Linked DNA regions of Capsicum annuum: region 2 is linked to region 1. The links are chromatin contacts, called in public Hi-C maps. All regions are on one chromosome and are shown on one strand. The core of a region is the stretch at or near the end of the contact, and the rest is flanking DNA. Distances in the headings are between cores, read along the strand shown. Region 1 has its middle 6.6 kb from the start of LOC124895893. Region 2 has its middle 150 kb from the start of LOC124895893.

What was found. A called contact is a pair of places that touch in the nucleus more often than the background predicts.
Region 2: a contact with region 1 is called in a Hi-C map of leaf, with 3 times the contacts expected there. The contact joins two enhancer-like sites. A contact is called at or near these places in 2 of 5 Hi-C or Micro-C datasets (leaf and pericarp).

What each region holds. Positions count from the first base shown.
Region 1 is chr2:84,998,921-85,002,531 of UCD10Xv1.1, forward strand. No RefSeq gene overlaps it. Among protein-coding and RNA genes, the nearest start is that of LOC124895893, 6.6 kb to the left of the region's middle. Within about 2 kb of position 2,346, at least 4 of the 5 cell types and tissues checked have an H3K27ac peak or open chromatin away from gene starts, as enhancers often do. A contact at or near this core is called in leaf, where this site is marked.
Region 2 is chr2:85,141,994-85,145,427 of UCD10Xv1.1, forward strand. It overlaps the pseudogene LOC107857848. Among protein-coding and RNA genes, the nearest start is that of LOC124895893, 150 kb to the left of the region's middle. Within about 2 kb of position 1,263, at least 5 of the 5 cell types and tissues checked have an H3K27ac peak or open chromatin away from gene starts, as enhancers often do. A contact at or near this core is called in leaf, where this site is marked.

The DNA.
Region 1 (3,611 bases), core at 1,096-3,595:
ATATTTTTGCTTTTTTTAGTAAAAAGTTCCCGCTTTGCCATTATGCATATCCATGTGAAACAAGTTGAGAAAACAATGCCTTTAATTTTCTACTAGACCTATGTAGTACACCACATAGCACATATGCAAAAGGGGGTGTTAGGTGGGGGATATTGTGCATTCATATGTACTTGATTGCTTTAATTTCTTCTCATCATATATATGCATATGCATGGGCATTATATTGGGCCCCCTTTCTTTCCATTTTAGTTCATGAGTTTGACAAAGGAAGAACACATAGTTGCATGAAATTGGTAAGAAAACAAGTAACATTTAACTTACATCTCTGGCATTTTTCATCCCTGTTCATTGATGTCACTTTTATAGATCTCCATGTTTGTTAGATCTCTTGGGGAACTTTTAATTTTCGACAGCACTATACACCAATTTATTGTGTATTATTAGAACTCAGTAAATTATATCTTCTAGAAATGTACAAACATAACACGATTTTTCATCCACTTGCATTGAGTTGATATATGAGAAAGGAAAAAGTCATCAAGCTCTAGGCTTTAGGGACCATTTAGGTAACATAATATAATAGACAATACGTACGTTTGATGAGGACCACTTTTCCAGCCATCAATTTTAGAACGTATGTTTATTTAATTTTAGAATTATTAACATTTTGGCTAAGAATCTTCTTATTTGATAATTCCTTGAATGAACAAATAATTGTTCTAATTGCCGGAAATGATATTAGTCCCGTGTATTCAAGAAACCAAGTAGGTCAACGAGGTTTTTGGTTTAGTTGTCATTTCCTAAAATTAGACTTTGAAGCCTTCAATGGCCGAATTTGAAGTTTAACCACTTTTGTTACTCTTTTCATCTGAAATTACTTATCATGTTTTTTTACACACTTCTTAAAAAATATTAATTAGGAGAGATTTTAAATTATTTTACCTTTACTTATGTTTTTAGATCTATTCTTTCATTGAATGTTTATTTTGTTTATATGTCATCCTGAGGTGCTTGTAGCAAAAACAGTAAAATTGAAAAAAAAAAAAAAAGGCACATAATTAATTTTATAACTTCTAAAATAGCAAATAATTTTAAATATATTTTTGAAAAGCACTAAATAATTTGAGATGAAAGGAGTACCTATTTCATCTCTAATCTTAAAAAGGAAATGTTAATCTTTTTTTTCCTTCATTTTTTTCTATTGCATTAGAATCAAAGAAGGGAAAGGGAATAGTGAGATTATCTATCGAGGTCATACTAAACGTTCTAGATGTGCACTCTCCTTTTAAATAGTTAAACTTCTCGGAAAATATATTTAGTTTCTTATTAAAATGAAGGCCATTCTACAAATATGAAAAGCTCTAGAAAACCATATTAAAATGAAGGCCATTCTACAAATATGAAAAGCTCTCGAAAACCATGTGTACGTAGGAGGAATAATCTGCATTGCAAGAAATCTTGTGTATTTTATTTATAGATTTTCTATTTTTTAAGTGTTTTGATTTCTTGTAAAAGGGGTCATATTACAAATATAATAAAAATATTTAGAATATTGAATTAAAAAATTAAATCTCCCAAGAATTGTATATAAATATAATAAATAATTATTATAGAGAAAATAGCTTCAATGCCCTCTTACAATTTTGAATAAAGAATGATTCTACAAAAAATATCTTATATTTAATGATTTTTTGTGAAAATGGTCATTAAAATAACTAACATGACAAAAATTATTGAATTCGTGTATTCCTATTATTTGCATCATTTACCTGCCTTTCCTATGCTAAAAGTGTTCCATTCTCTGCTGCCGACTCCGCAATTATTTAGTTTCCTATTTCATGTTAATTTCCCTTCTCTCTCTGCACCAGTTGTATTCATCCTCAAACCAACACTTGTACTCTCTCATTCTCTAATTAATGTTGTGGTTTCAAAAATAGTTATTTTAAAGATCAAACATATCATCAGATTTTTTAACTTGTCATAAATTTTTATTTTTAATATCTAAAATGAACGTTGTTCATTTTTAATACCTTAAGTAGTCATTAATTGTGTTATTTTGATACTTTTTACATAACCAATAAAAATATATTATGTCTGTGTGTTATACACGTTAGTGACGTGTAAAGTGACGAATAAAATACAGGTATTTATCGTTTCTCTTCAAATAAATTTTTAAATAACTAATTTTAATTAAAACAAAAATATACCAATTAAATATTGACACTTGATATTTTTAACCCAAATAAGTATAAAAAGAAATTTACCTCCACCCCCGCCAATCCCAATCTATCTTCTCCAACCGACCCTCCCACCCCCACCCCTCAATCGTCTTCTCCAAGGCCCACCACTGTGTCACCTCCTCCCCCCGCTCCAACCCCAACCTCAATCCCCCACAATCAAAATCTTCTCTTCAATTATCTCCACATACAAATTATTTTTTAAAAAAAAAAATAGAAGAAAAAAATTGTTAAGAAATTATTTCATTAAAAATCTGTTAATAGCTTTCACAATTGGAGGAAATTTTTACAATCGAATTACATTTAACATTATTCATTTTTGTATGTTAACTCTAAAATCTATCTTAAAACTTTTCACCATTGAAGGAGCTTAAAATTGAGTAAAATTGAGGCAAAACTTGAGCTAAAATAAGTGATTGAAAATTATGAATTTATAAAAATTGAAAGAAGAAGAAAATGGTAGATTAATTCTCCACCATTTTTTATTGTCTTAAGGATGAAGCCATGATTGTGTGAATGGTTGATGGATAATAATAAGTGTTGGAGGAGATCAAAAGGAAGAAGAAGAAGAAGCAAAAAAAAATAGTAATACTTAAGTTGTTCACGCACTCAAAGTGTGTGCAAGACACAATGTAGCAAGTCAACAAAATGTGTCAAAGTGACACAGTTCATAATTACTTAAGGTGTTAAAAATAAACACCGTTCACTTTAGATGTCAAAGTAAAAGATCGTGTCAAGTTAAAGGATCTAGCGATGTGTTTGGCCTATTTTAAATTATTTATTATTTTGAAAGGTTAAAATAAAATTATTTATTTATTAGTACAATTTATCAGTGATAGTTATTACGCTTGAATAATCAAAACACCTGAATTATAAGATAATGTTATGATTGTTCAGATATTAATGAAGAATAAAATAGTTTAAAACCCTTTTAATTCGTATTTTTTAAAAAATGTAAAAAAAATTATGATAGATAATTTGAGAGACATGTATCAGATGACGGATATTAACATATGGATTACAGTTCTAATTAGCAACTCCTTGTAGCCGGGAATTTTCAAATGGAACACGTCTTGTTGAAACTGAATTTGAGTGGACTTGGGCATGAAATTTCATGTCAATCAATAAGATTGCCTCACAAAGTTAAATGTTTTTGATTTGCGAGAAAAAGTCGTGCAAATAACTATAGTAGAAGCAATAAAGCCTTTGATTTAATCTTCATAACAATAAGAATAGAAAAGATGATCTAGAAAGCGTTCATACGATAATTTCTTTCGTTGCATTTGTAAAAAATATCTGATCTTTCAATTTTGTCAATAAAATAAAATAGATGTGGTTGGATACATGTCTAAATCACCTCGTGACTTATAAACA
Region 2 (3,434 bases), core at 13-2,512, 140 kb after region 1:
AGTGTATATTTAACATATACATGTGTATATGTTTTATAAATTAGTATATAAGTATATCTATATATATTGTAATGTATATATATTGTAGTATATTTTATAAGTAGTAGTATGTATACATTGAATGGTGCGTATATATGAGTAATTGACTAATTGTTTATATATTTTTTAAATTCTAATGTTGTATATACTATATATATAGTGTATATATATTATTTAACGTATTTATAATGTATATAGGTGGATATATGTAATGTATATTGAAAGAATTTTTTTTTTTTTTTTTATATTTTTGACTGGGTTTGACCGATTTTTTAATCGGGTTTGATCGAGTTTTGATGGGTTTGACCGAGTTGGATTAAGTGGGCCAAGTTAGGGTGGATTTTGAATTTTTTACTGTTTGACCCGGCCCGACCTATCTAGCGCCAAAACCAATTCTCAACCCGATTAAAATAAAAAGGTCGGTTTCGAGTTGGCTCAGCCCGACCCGTTTGACACCCATAGTGTGAAGGAGGGAGTACTAGTTTCTTTCAACAGAAGTGTCATATCAGACAAGTAAACGAGAATAGAGAATAGAGAATAGAAAACATACAACACACTCTCTCTAACCTTTTCTTGCAACAAATTAACCTCTCTGTAAGTCACAAGTTTTCTTGTGTAATACAATCTTTCAAAACCCAGCAAAAAGCTCCATTATACCATTACTTCATATTCAACTCCACACATCTATTTGGTCGAAAGAAACCAAAAAGAAAAAAAATATTTATAGGCCATGGTCTAATTTTGGCTCAGTTGAGAGAAAGTTAAACGAAATTCTTCTCTCTCTTTTTTTTTTTTTTTTTCCTTTTATACTTTACTTGTATGGTTGTTTGACCTGTAGGGAAAGAAATGTGGAATCTAAACAACTCTCCAGATCATAGAAGGGATGATGGATCAGAAGAAGGTAAAGGTGTTGGATCCGTTTCGAATTCAAGCTCATCAGCTGTTGAGGAATTATATGGTTCAGAGGAAGAAGATAATGATCAAGCAGAGGAAAATGGAGAAATTAAAGGCAAGAAAAAGAGAAGTACTCCTAGTAAAATATTTGGCTTTTCTATGACAGCACCAACAAACAATGACAATTTGTCGTCGGAGAATGTAGCACCGGTTACCCGGCAGTTTTTCCCGGTAGATGAGTCGGAAAATAATGGAACTGAGAATTTTGAGGGTGATGATAGATCTTGTATACTTCCAAGGGCTCATTGGGCTGGAGTAAAATTCTATCAACCGGAGCCATCAGGTGTTTATCAGTTGTCGCAGCAACAGCTGCCGGTGCAGCCAATGAAAAAGAGCAGGCGTGGTCCAAGGTCTAGGAGTTCACAGTACCGTGGTGTTACTTTTTATCGAAGAACTGGCCGCTGGGAATCACATATATGGTAAGCTCTCTTCTTTGCCATTGAAATCTCACTGAGGAGTTTCAACGCACTCGACCAAAAAAATCTTTGTCTACCTACTCGTGAACTCTGGTTAAGGATAATGCCAGTTCATTTGCTTTTTCTCATACGTTGTTTTGGCTTTTTTCCTTTTCTCGATTTTTCCAACTTGAACTTTGTCCATATATATACTTGCTTTTCTCATTCGTTTGCATCTCTCAGGGATTGTGGAAAACAAGTTTATTTAGGTACGTTTTCTTCATTTAATTTTTGAGCTGAAATTGTAGTTAAATTAGTCATCTCCTTATCCTTGAAAATTAATGTCACATGATATTAATCTTTGTAGGTGGATTTGATACAGCCCATGCTGCAGCTCGGTGAGCTCTTTGATTGGTTAAATTAACTTTTTCTTTAAAACTTTGGCATTGTAGTTTTATTTGAAACGGGAGAAGAAAAAACCTTATAGAGATTGAAAAATGTGTTGTTGCAGTGCGTATGATAGGGCAGCAATAAAGTTCCGGGGAGTGGAGGCGGACATAAACTTTAACCTGGAAGATTATGAGGAAGACTTAAAACAGGTAGGTTCATGATATGATCAAGTCTTGCTAGTTGGAGTACTTGCTACTTTTATTTTTAGTAGTGACCTACCCTTATCCTCAACAATTGTTTTCATTAGAGGTTTAGAATTTGAATTTAATGAGTTAGAATTTTAGATTCTAATAACAATACCGATAATACACTTGAAAATATAAATTTAGAATTTAATAACTATATATGGAGTTATTTCAGACATATACATCTATATCTATATTTCAAAGTGATGCAATATTCAACCGAGCCAAATGGTGCTATGCTCTATTTGCCTAAACCCATATGGAGCTGAAACCATATTAATATTTTGACCCGAAATAGATACAATGGACGGTTGGAAATTGAATGAGAAACATTTTGAATTTACTGATCTTCTTTGTGTTGTAATATTTTTTTCCGTTTGGTGTATATATGATGCAGATGAAGAATCTAACAAAGGAAGAATTTGTGCATGTACTACGGAGGCAAAGTACTGGTTTTCCAAGGGGAAGTTCCAAGTATAGAGGGGTGACCTTGCACAAATGTGGTAGATGGGAGGCTAGAATGGGCCAGTTATTGGGCAAAAAGTAAAACATTGTCTTAATTTTGTTTCAATTCATTTTCACGTGAATAATCATAGTAATTTTGTTGTCAATGCCACTAACTCCTTGCTTTTGCTTATTAATTTCCTGTTTTCTAATTCTTTTTGAATAGGTACGTTTATTTGGGACTCTTTGATACTGAAAATGAAGCTGCCAGGTTTGTGTAAAATTATAGTGCTGAATTAATTTCTCTTTGCCAACTAAGCATTAGAGTGACTAGTACTAATATTTCTAATATATTCTTTTTATAGGGCTTATGATAAAGCTGCCATCAAGTGTAATGGCAAGGATGCAGTCACTAACTTCGATCCTAGCATTTATGAAAATGAACTTTATTCAACTGGTAAATCGTAAATATGTGTATACCATTTCTTGTCTTTGCTTCCTAATAAATGCTTAAAAGATTTTTCTTACAACCCACAAGAGGGTTGGTGTTGATGTGGTGATTCAATATCTTACCCCTTAATTAAGAGGTTGGGGGTTCGATCCCCACCTCTGGTGAATGGAGAAAATTCTGTGGCCAGTTCTCTATCGCTTAGTGTGCTGACCGTGGAATGGAGGATTAGTCTCACGACTGTCGGCTGTGAGGATACCTTGAAAAATCAAAAAAAGAAAAAAAAAAAAATTTCTGACAAACCTTCATAAATATGCTTTTCAGAATCTACTAGATTAGTCTCACGACTGTCGACTGTAGGGTACCTTGAAAAATTAAAAAAATAAAAAAAAAATTCTGACAAAACTTCATAAATATGCTTTTCAGAATCAACTAATAAGGCAGCAGATCATAGCCTTGACTTGAGCTTGGGTAGTTCCAGCTCAAAGCAAAGCAGACGAGAAACGGAACATACTTATA